Regions from separate parts of the Sus scrofa genome. Here region 2 is linked to region 1. Evidence: chromatin contacts called from public promoter capture Hi-C data. All regions are on one chromosome and are shown on one strand. The core of a region is the stretch at or near the end of the contact, and the rest is flanking DNA. Distances in the headings are between cores, read along the strand shown.

Evidence for each region. Promoter capture Hi-C pulls out the DNA fragments that hold promoters and counts their contacts.
Region 2: a promoter capture Hi-C map of fetal skeletal muscle shows a contact between it and region 1, with 6 times the contacts expected there. The contact joins the promoter of IGF2 here to the promoter of SYT8 in region 1. A contact is called at or near these places in 4 of 5 promoter capture datasets (fetal liver, fetal skeletal muscle, liver and 1 more), 11 of 47 Hi-C or Micro-C datasets (alveolar macrophages, blood, embryonic fibroblasts and 7 more) and 1 of 2 datasets of contacts at active chromatin or transcription factors (skeletal muscle).

The regions. Positions count from the first base shown.
Region 1 is chr2:1,242,596-1,248,173 of Sscrofa11.1, forward strand. It overlaps SYT8 (synaptotagmin-8), which reads left to right and starts at 3,393. Exons shown (of 11, transcript XM_021082508.1): 1 at 3,393-3,694; 2 at 3,916-4,025; 3 at 5,189-5,578. The coding sequence starts at 3,393.
Region 2 is chr2:1,493,908-1,499,485 of Sscrofa11.1, forward strand. It overlaps IGF2 (insulin like growth factor 2), which reads right to left and starts at 2,247. Exons shown (of 5, transcript NM_213883.2): 1 at 2,119-2,247. INS (insulin) reads right to left here and starts at 3,934. Exons shown (of 3, transcript NM_001109772.1): 1 at 3,892-3,934; 2 at 3,528-3,730; 3 at 2,948-3,136. The coding sequence starts at 3,714. The coding sequence ends at 2,997.

The sequences.
Region 1 (5,578 bases), core at 2,143-4,642:
CACTCATCCTAATGGGTATAGCCCAACACCTAGACTAATGAGCTGCAGGACCCACGCACGTCTGGTTTGGGGTCCAGCTCCAGTGAAGCGTGGGTACTGCCCCAGACACCTGCGGCAGGGCGGGCAGGGACCTGGCACGGGAGTGAGGAGCTCGTAGAACTAGGACGTGGGTGAATGGGACACACGCCGGCGGGGAGGGGTCAGTGGGGCACCAGGCCTGCCGGAGCAGGGCCATGGGGCCTGGCCTGGCACTCACGCCTGTGTGACCCATGCCCGAGGGGGATTTAGGTCCCCAGGGGCCCAACAAATGGGTACAGGCTTTCCAGGAACTGGGCGAGCACAGAACAGAGACCCGGTGCCCAGACCAGTGGGACGCGGGCGCCTGGGCTTGGCTGTGAGGGGAGAGGCTGCCCGGAACCTCAGATGGTCGGGTGTGTCCCCAGGTGTTTGCAGGAATGGGGAAAGGCCAGGACGGCAGGGGTTCCCTGATGAACAGGTGCCTCAGAGGACATGAAGCGGCCCCAAAGCAGCAGAGGAGCCAGGTCCCAGCCAGCGGGGTCCCAGAGGTCCCCGGAGATGCGGTCAACAGGCCTGGGGGCGAGTGGCCTCTGATGCCTGGGTCCCGGAGAACACCCGTCCTCCAGTGTTCTCTGACAGGCCTGGTGAGTGGATCACACACGACAGGTGCCATCAGGGATGGTGTGTGTTCCCGCGGTCTCCAGTGGGTCTCTGTGAACCGGGTATAATTCACCCAGATACTCCAAGAAGCCGACTCTTCGCATCCCAGCGCGGTCCGACCTCCAGCCGCCATGCACGTGCTCACACGTCGGGGAGAAGCTCCAGGAGCCGTCACCATGGTGCTGCTGCTCAGAGGGGCCGCACAGAGCGCCGCGCTTGCTGGGGGAGCATGCAGGCTCCTCGGGGGCTCCTGTCCCCCAACGCAGGGAGGATGAGGTGCAGGCTCCCTGGATATTCAGACGATGGGGTGCAGACATCCAGATGAAGAGGCGGGATGACCGGGGTACCCAGTCCACAGAGGACTGGCGTGCTGAGTGCCTACCCGGTCCTCAGTGTGGGCCCAGCCGAACTGCCTGCAGCAGCCAGTCCACACAGGCAGGGTGCACGTGTTCTGTCCCGGCACCTCCCACGGCTCCCTGCCAGCAGCTCCTGGCTCCCTCAAGAGCCCCCCAGGCCGGCGACTGCCACGAATTCCAACCTCAAACATTCCCAGGCAACCTCAAAGGAAGCAGCCCTGTCCAGGGGCCCCGCCAAGCTCTCCACGTGGCTCCTGGCTGCCGAGCTGCCGTCTCAGGGGCCGCAGGGCTGGCCAGGGGCTGCCAGCTCTGTTTGGTTTTCCCCTTCCCGCCCTGGAGCCTCAGACGCCCGTCTCGCTGTGGAGGCAACCGTAGCCTGGGAAAGGCACCAAGGCCCTTCACACTCAGGCTGGGGAGACCCGCACGCTGGGCAAACACGCAGCAGTCTGGCCCTGCCCCACGTGTGCCCACATCGCGCCCGCCCACGCAACCTCGTGAGCCTGTGTGCCCTGCTGCCCCCCAACAGGCTTCCTCTGTGGCCCCAGAACGGCTTCTTCCAAACCCCCATCCCTGGGTGGGATCCCACCTTGTGCAGGAGGACATGTGCCCAAAGGGACAGGCCCGCTCCCTCTGGGCCACCAGCCTCCAGAGCCACGCGTGACCAGCCTGGGCACACACGGCCACATGCGTGTGCACACATCTCACCTGCCGGGTCCCCAGAGCAGCCTCCGAACCTGGGCCCGGTCTCCTGGAAGTCCGGCCCAACAAGCCCAGCGGGCTGGCTAAGCATTAACCACCTCCACGATAATGAGAATGGCTTTGGAGAGACACCCCGGCCTGGGGGGGCCACTCAGAGCTGGGCCCAGGGGAGGGCCCGGATCCCGAGAGACCGGACCAGATAAACTGGCCCAAGGCGGGGGGAGCTTGGATTACAGGCCCTGCTGGGCCCGCCGAAGCAAGAGGTACTCAGGGGAGACCAGAGCAGCACTTCCGCCCACAGGCTCCACCAGCCACGGGCAAAGGCGTGGACAGATGACCTCCAGAAGGTTCTCTGGGTTCCGGAAGCCCAGGTCGTTGCCCACTGAGAGTGGCGCCCGGCCAGGCTGCCCGCCGGCACACACTCCCTGCTGGGTGCTGTCCCAGTGGCTCCCCCGCCCGACGTCCGGTGACTCAGGACACCCTCGGGGGGTGCAGAGCCTCTGCAGATCAAGGCCGGCCTGCCTCCCTCCCGCTGCCCCATCCAGGGTCAGTGCAGCTGGGCCAGCACCTCGTCTGGCAAGGCCTTGGGAGGACTGCGGCCGCCCCTGCAGGTGGGCCCGGGCCCAGAAGCTCACCCCTGGGTCTTCGGGGATCCCTCCCCGAGGGGAGTTCCCGGCTCCCAAGGGCCAGCATTTCCGGGCTGAGGTGGGGCTCCCCGAAGCCCTGCCTCCTGCACCCCCTCCCCCTCCAGGGAGAGTCTCCCGGTCACCGCAGGCTGAGCAAAGTTGTCCCGGCCGTGGTCTCCAGTGCCCAGGGTCCTAGGGAAGGCCCGGCGGCGGGCGGGCTTCAGGAAGCACAGGCATCAGGTGAGAGAGTGTGGCACCTGGGGGCTGCCGCTCCTTCCCTGGGGGGATCTTGCTTTTTCGGGGGGAGGCCCAGAGAAACCCTGGCCCATCGAAGGATGGAAAGTTCCAGTTCAACCACAGGTGGGAGGGGTCCATTAGCCCGGCTTTCAGGGCCGCCTGTCCCCCCGGCTGACAGGGAAGGCCTGTCCCCCAGGAGTGCTGGCCTTCTGACTGGGGTGGGGTGGGGGCGCACAGGGTGGAATCCAGCACCACTGCCCGCAGTTCTGAGGGCCGGGAGTGACCAGGGAGGGCTTCCTGGAGGAGGTGGGGCTCACCCAGGTCTCGAAGGCCCAGTGGGATGGGAATGGGGTCGGGGAGGGCCCGGAGGAGGGGAGCAGGGCTTGGCAGTGCAGGATGCGGTGAGAAGGAGGTGTCCTGCCCGGAAGGAGGGAGACGGGAGCAGCAAGGCCGGGAGGGGGCCCTGGGGAGGCGGCGGGGCCCAGGACTCCATTTAGGAAGGACGCCTGTCCCCTTTTGCTGGGAAAACAGCCTTAGCACCTGGAGAGGGTTTTCCTCAGCTGGGCCACAGAGGGAGCCGCCTGGAGGGACTTCCTGCCTTCTGAGAGGTGGGCAGAGGTCCCGCCCAGGGGCAGCCGGGCTTCCAGAGGCATGGCATAGGGGCAGGGAGAACTGGGCAGTCCGCACAGGCCTGGACGGCCGCCCCTGGGCCACCTGCCCACCTGGGGCTCCTGCCAGCTTTGCCCAGGCACCCTGGGCCCAGGGCGGAGACGCCTAGCTGGGGCCAGTGGAGGAGATGGCGCCACCTGGTGGCTGTGTGCCAGCCGGGACCCTCACCACCACCAGACCACCGTCCCGAGCGGCCCCGTCGCGGGTGGCTGGTGTGCTGGGGACGCGGGACCTCTCAGGCCAGCTTCCAGGCGCCCCTGTGCTTCTGGGCTCAACCTTCACCAGGCTGACCCAGGAACCTGCCAGGCCAGCAGCACCCAGTCCCTGTGACGTGACGCTCATCCTACGCCCGGCAAAATCCCAGATGAAGAGGCCAACGAAGCAGGGGTGCGGGGAGAGGCCCGCGCAGGCACCCACGCACAGTCACAGGTGCGTGCGCACGAGCAGGATTGCACACACGCGCGCGTGCACACACATGCACACAGGTGGAAATTCTACGCTGACCGCCGATCCCGCCCTTTCAACCATAAACGTCTCCAAGGAAGCTGTTTTAATTCCAGAACCCTCGGAGGCTCTGACAGTCAATGATTTTAAGTCCCACACGGGAGCCAGGCCTCTCTGAATTTGCCCCCAAACCCGTGCTGCTCCAGGGACCCCGACGGACCCTCAGCTCTCCGGCCAGCCTGTGCCATCCGCTGCCACCAGGGGCGCTCGGCCAGCCACGTGGGCCGCCCTGCTGACCTGGAAGTGACCTTGGGAGGTCGTGGAGGCAGGAGAGCGGGCCGGGGTCAGAGGGGGTGTAAGGCCAGTGAGGGTCCCCTGAGCAGCCCCACCTCCATTTCTGGGGGGTCTCACCCAGCAACTCCCCGCCCAGGACCAGCTCCGTAACTGGCGGGGCCCGTGCGGAAACCACGCAGCCTCTTGTTCCAACATGGTTAGAATTTCAAGTCGGCAGCGGCGGGCGCTCGGAAGCAAGCAGGGCCCTATCTCCTGAGCACGGGGTCCGGTGTACGGCTGCCTCAAAGTCCCTTCCTCGGGGTGTGTCTCCCCAGGCCTGGCCTCTGCCTCGCTGCCAGCCTCAGACCTCTCATCGGTCTGTGACCTCGTAGGGACACCAGGGTAGGGGTGGGGGGACAGAGCAGGGCCTGGGAGGCAGAGCCCTCGGGGCCTGGACACCCACTTGGAGCCGTGGCCCTCCTCGGAGCCGGTTGGGTAGCTGGGAGCGGGACTCTGAAACCTGTGCCTTGTGGGGGGCATCTCTGAGATCACGGGGGGGCTCCCTCCTCTCCTTCCCCATGCTCGGCACCTGCATGGGCAGGGCTGCAGAGTGAGGGGAGACGGCTTGGACGCCTGATTATTTCTGGAAAGGGTGGGCGGGCTCGAGACACAGGGGAGGCCCCAGGTTTGCAGGAACCATGACTCCTGCTGCCGATGCTCCCAGGAGGTTGGGAGGCCAGGAGGGGCTGAGCCAGAGACTGCACGTGGGCCTGGGGTCCCAGGGTGGTGGACCCCCGGGGCCCTGCTGTGGGAGGGAAGAGCCAGCCTCCTCGGGCCCCAGGCAGGTGGGCTGAGCAGGGCCCACCCTCCCTCCCACGAGCCGGGAAGCGTGGCGAGGCAGGTAGGCAGGACTGTTCTGTTTGCCAAGAACGTTCCGGCCGCTCCCAGCCACACCCTCCCCCTGCGGGCCCCCACCGCGACCTCCTCCTCCACACGGGGAAGGTGCCTTCAGCCCCGACTTGCCCAGGCGAGCTCCCACGGGCTGCCACCCCCAACTCCCCGCCCGCCCACCCCCCATGACCCCAGCAGACCCCCCCCATCCCCAAACTCCCTGGTCCCTCCGGCCCCGGGACCCACAGGTGTGCACCTGAGCCACGCGTGTCACTGGCAAACCACGGTGTGCCCAAGGTCAGGGGCAGGGTTGAGACTCCAGCAGCGACCCCCAGGAGGGCCCAGGGGTGGGGGGAGGCCAGGTGGGAGGGGCTTCCTGGAGGAGGAGGCCCTGTGGTGAGGACCAAGGGAGGGCTGGACCCGCTGGGCTGTGCAGGGGCTGGGGGAGGGGGCCAGCGCCCAGCCTCACCTTGGCTCCGCTCAGAACCCTCGCCCCCGGCCACCCCAGGCTGCCTCCTGGTTCTGGCAAACCCAGAGCTGCTGCTGGGCAGGTGGGATGGTGGGCAGGGGCCCCCGGGGCCGGCTTCACCAGCGACCTGGCCACCCCGGCCATTTGTTCCAAGCCAGCAGGGCAGGGAGATGGGGCCCCCCCCAGCACCCCCAGCGCCCCAGCCCCGGCGGGCACCACGGCTGTACCCAGGCTCA
Region 2 (5,578 bases), core at 997-3,496, 250 kb after region 1:
GTGAGCTGAGGACCCGAGGGGCCCCCCGCCAGTCTCCACTTTCGAAGGAATCTGCCTCGCTGTCCCTGCACCCCGGCCAGAAACAACAGTGCCGGAGGGGGCGGGGGGCCGGGCGCCCCAGGACCTCGCTGTCTGTTTGTTGTTTCCACAGCTCCCAGACCCCTGACCACCCCCCCATCCCCACGCATTCTTTCTGCCCTGGACCTCCTCTCCTCCCAGCAGCGGGAGGGCGGTGGACATGGACCCGGGAAAGAACGAACCCTGGCCCAGCTGGACCCCCTCCAAGGCCTCCCGGGCCCGAGGGTCCTGTCCCTGCAGCCCCCGCCTCATGTGAGCCTCCTGGCTCAAGTGGCCGAGGCGGCTCCAATCAGAGCGAGGGGCCTCCTGGCCCGACAGTGACACCCCCCAGCCCCCAGCCTCAATTTCCCCAGGCCTTGGAGACCCTCAGCAAAGGCTCCAGCTGGGCACAGGTGCCCGGCCTCCTCCAGCCTCGGTTTGCTGGGCCGCAATGTGGGCGCTGAAGAAAGTCACCCCCAGGAGTCCCCTCGTTCCCTCCTAAACTCCATCGCCTCCAGAGCTCAGGGTAGCCGGCCTGTTGGGCACCCCCCGCAGCCCCTGTGAGTGCTGGCAAGCGGCAGCAGGGGTGGCAGAGCCCTGCAGAGAGGTCCACCTGCCGCCTGGACTTTCGGCTCAGGGCGAAGGGGAGTTTGTCAAAAGTGGGGCTTTGGCGCCCTCTGCTGGTTCTGTCTGTGAATGACCGCTCGGACCACCTTGCCTGGTGGGGACAGGTGCCCACCCAGTGAAGCACTGGCACCAGGGGTGCAGCCCTGCCTGGGTCCAGGGGCCGGGCTCCCCAGTTTGAAGACTCACAGCCTAGCTGGACACACACCAGCCGGAACTCTGCCAGGGGGCCTTTTCCAGGAACACAGGCCTCTGGTTCCTAGTCTCGCTCCTCCTTCCCAGGCTGGCCCCCACCAGACACTGGGCCCTCAAGAGCAGGGGGCTGCTTGGGCACCTTTGTGTCCACCTCCCATGCCCCTCAGGATCTGCTCCGGCCTGGAGGACAGGGAGGACAGTAAATATTTACTGCCAACAGGAGAAGGCAAATACAGCCCTAATGGTCAGGCAGAGGTGCCAGTTCATCCGTGCCAGAAGCAGATGCAATCCGGGGGGCCAGCCTGGAGGCAGCTGCACCGGCAGAATGTCCTTAGAGGGTGGGCAGCAGCGGGCCTGACCCCAGCCTCAGTCTTCCCATCAGGAACACAGTGCCACAGTGCCACACAGGGCAAGGCGCTACGGTGCCCCAGCATGGCATGTGTGATGACGGGATGCGGAGCAGACACAAGGCAAGTGAGCAGGACGTGTGTGGGGGCTGCCCTCAGCACGGGGACCCACCGCTCACGCCAGGGTGTCATCCAGGGCTGAACGCAGCTGCCGGCCACTGCCAGATGCCAGGGCAAACGAAGCCAGGTCCGAGGGCGAGGGCGGGCTGTCCTCCAGTTCCCAGAAGGGGCGGAACGTGGGCCTGGGTGGAGGGGCTGAGCCAAGGCCTGTGGGCCTGGCTTCTGCGGGTGACGGGGGATCTCAGGGAAGCAGGGCCCTCTGGGCTTCAACGCCCAGGGGGCTGCTGAGCAAGAGGCCAGGTCTGAACCCAGGCCCCAGGTGTCCCTGGGCAGCCGCCTCTCCTTCCCTGCGTGACCTCGTCCGTGGGAGAGCCCCCTCCCCACCTGTGCCAAAGCATGTCACTGGGCCCAAGGGCCGGCGGGCAAGGCTCGTGGGGAGCATACAGGGTCTCAGGGCTGGATCTGGGCTCGGGAGAAGGGAGACCCCCCACCCGGCAGGCCGAGGGCGCTGTCACACCATGACTCTCAGCCTTCCCCACCCGACGGACAAGAGTGACCCTCTCCCAAGCCCCCACTCACCCAGGACCGCACACCCCGTGAGTCCTGCGAGTGGGGGCGGCTCAGGGGCCCCGAGTCCCAAAGGAGTCTGCTGGCCCTGGGGGGGAGGGGAAGCAGCAGGGTGGTCACGGGTCTCCCTGGTTGGCAGGACCACAAGCTCAGCCCGCTGCCTCCCAGAGGGCAGCCGGACACCAACCAGTCCGGGGACCCCACGTACCTCAGCTGCTGCAGGTGCCCCTGCCTGTACTGGTGCCAATGGGGCCGCTGGGTGCTCCCATGGACAGCTCGCCACTCATCCCAGCCGCCTACCCCCCTTCCGGGTCCAGTGTCCGGCCGGCCACCCGCCTGCCCAGCCCTGGCCTCCTCTCCAGGGGCGGGGCCTGCTGGGGGCCTGTGACTTCTCCCCAGGGGTGTCTGTGTGGCCGTGGGGAGGGGACGACACAGGTGAGAGCCTCGTGTTGAGAGGTGAGCTGCCCAGCTGGCTGGGTCCCAGGCGGAGAGCCTGCTGCCACCCCTCAGGCCCACCTCTGGCGGGTGTGCAGTCCCTGGGGCCCGGGCGCCCAGCTCTAGGCCCGGCCGCCCCCAGTGCTGGCCCGGGTGGAACCTTCAGCAAAGGTGCAGATTGGTTTGGCCTGGGCGACTGGCAGGCTGGCCAGGTCTTGGTCCCGCGGGGTCACTCTCTGACCTCCCAGACCGCAGCCAGCCCAAGAAGCCCCTGGGCTATTTTGTGTGCCCAAGAGCAGTCTGGGTGGGTGCCCTGTGACCCTCAGAGTGACCCTGTGCAGCAGTGGGCACCCAGGAGGGGGTGTCTGGAGCCCTGAAAACCAGAGCTCGCCACATTGAAGGGCCCTGCCCTGGGCCCTGGTCCCCCGGTGCCCATGTGCCTGTGGGCACCCGATGCATGTGGAGGAAGCTTAGAGCAGCCGATGTGGCGAGAGCAGAGAGGGGTCGCAGGCAGGCCCCCCACAGCCTTCTGGCCCCTCCCCCACCAGGGCCCCCGCCCCAGGCCACACAGACCACAGGACTCGGCCGGGCTCATTCAGGACTTTATTGGGTTTTGGGGTGCGGGGAGCAGCAGGCGCCCTCAGGGGCGGCCTAGTTGCAGTAGTTCTCCAGCTGGTAGAGGGAACAGATGCTGGTGCAGCACTGCTCCACGATGCCACGCTTCTGCGGGGGCCCCTCCAGCGCCAGGGCCTGCAGGCCGCCCAGGCCTCCGCCCAGCTCCACGGCACCTGCTGCGGGGAGAGCCGGTCACACAGAGACAGCCACCCCCCACCCCGCCCACCCTGGAGTGGAAGCCGCAGCAGCCGCCGGTCCTGGGCCTCCCGCTGCCTGCCCGGCACGGGGCCCCCTCCCAGGGGGATGGGGCATCTCCCACGGGCATGTGGGCCGGCAGACGGGACACCACGGCCATGTCACTCGGAGACCAGCGGCACCCGGGCCTTGACTCCGTAAGATTCCTCCCTGGAGCCGCCTCGGGAGGAGGGGAGGGAAGGGGGGCTTCTCGAGCGGGACCGGGGCGTGGGAGGGGTGTCTCTGGGCTCAGCTCCCAGGGAGTTGGTCACTTTTACCAATTTCCTCCTTAAAAACTCCCCCGACCGCTCCCGGGACGCCCCCTCGGCTCACCCTGAGGGTTCTCCGCCTCCCGACGGGCCTTGGGCGTGTAGAAGAAGCCGCGCTCCCCGCACACCAGGTACAGCGCCTCCACCAGGTGGGAGCCGCACAGGTGCTGGTTCACGAAGGCCTGGGCCGGGGCGGGCGCCCAGAGGGCCAGCAGGGCCAGCAGGGGCAGGAGGCGCGTCCACAGGGCCATGGCGGGGGGTGAGGACCTGGGGGACGGGCGGCGTTGAGGCCAGCCAGGGGCACCTGCAGCCCCCACCAGCCTCACCCCCCAAGGGCTCCGAGAGAGGAGCCCACGTCCTCCTGCCGAGATGCCCTGGCCCCAGCAGGACAGCCCAGACCCAGCTGACGGGAGCCCAGGGGGACAGACCTGCTTGCCGGCGGCCTGGGAACGCAGCTGGTCCCAGAGGGCTGGGGGCGGCTGGGCCCGGCCGGCTTTATAGCGCCTGCCCCCCGGCGCCCGGCCCCTGAGGGCCTCCAGGTGGGTGGCAGATGGCTGGGGGCTGAGGTGGCACTTTCTGGATCATTTCCCTGCTGCCAGGCCTGCGGGATCATCTCCGTGGGTCATCAGCGCCTCTGGGGGCCTTGAGGTCATTAGAGTCTTAACGAGCGGCCTGAGGGCCAGGCTGTCCCCACTGGCTGGGGACAAAGGCCAAACCGCCCGGGCTTGGGCCGCATCTTCCACGTTATAGCCCAGGGAGTGGGGGCGCGAGAGGACACCTGCCTGCAGACCCCGGTCCATCCCTGAGGCCCCAGAGATGCTCCGAAGCCGTGGGGGGGGGCTGCTCCCGGCCCCATAAGCGCCCCCGCCCCCAGCACAGCAGCCTGCTGAGACCCCGGGCTGCTGCGGCGGTGGGGGGGGGGGGCGCTGAACTCAGGGACCCGCAGGCTGGCCCCTGCTTCTCATCTCCAACGGCGGGAGTGGGGGGGGCACAGGACTCCTGGGTGTGGCCCCACCACCTCCCCCCACCAGGTACCGCTCAGTGGCCCTGCCTCCTGGAGCCCCTGCCCCTCCCTGCTGCTGACCCCTTTCAGACCCGGCCCCACGACATACTGCTTCCCTTCGCTGTCCCATGGGCGGGGGGGACCCTCTGGTACCCACCCCCCCGGGACAGGCCCCTGTGGGGAGGCCCCACCCCACGCGGAGGAAGGAGCTGGGCCCTGGCTTCCCAGGACAGCAGGGGGTCCTGAGGCCCGTCTGCAGCCAGGGAAGATCTGGGGGCCTCTATGAGAGGGTGTGCAAGGCAGGAGACTGGATGAGGGCAGAGCCCAGGGCCCAGGGGTTGGAGGGGAGGAGGCCGGCCGTCAGCCCTTCCCAGGGGCCTCCAACCTTTGGAAACAGCCTCATTTGTGGCCTCAAAGGCCGAAAGGGCACAGATCCAGGGTGGGGGGCTGGGAAGGAAGGGTTTGCCCAGGAGGGTCTTGACGGATGAGTAGGAGTTTTCCAAGACCGACATCCTAAGAGCCTAGAGTCAGGGCTCTGGAGGTAGGAGGGGGAGGAGGGGGGCACCCAGGGAGGGCGCAGGGCCTGGAAGATAGGCTGGTGCTTACATCCTGCGGGAAGTGAGCCCAGGGTGTCCTCCGCAAGGCCCAGGGCAGGGTGGGAGGGGCACCCCCAGGGCTGGGCCAGCCTGGGAGATGCTGGGGGCACCAAGACCCAGAGAGGTGACCTGGGAGCCAGCTCAGCTGAACTCTCTCTGTCAGCACACATTTGGGGATCCTTCCCGGGGGCTCTGGGGGTGGGGGAATGGGGGTCAGAGGCAGCTGTCATCTGCCTGTCCTACCTGCTCTCACAGGCTGGCCCTGGAGCCCTGGCCTCCTCCTAGGGGCACATCAGGTTTTGGGGGAGGCCCAGCCCACCGTCCCACCTCCAAGACCACAGCTGGGAGCCTGCCCCCCAAGCCTAGACCTAGTGGGGCTCCTGCCAGCCAGGCCCCCACCTTCATGCTGCCACCCACCAAGGTGGGACAGTGCAGCCAGGACATCCAGCTTCTGGAGCTGCCCGAGGCTCAGCACAGGCTGGTACCCTAGGGAGCAGGTCACCCAGGGCCGCCTGG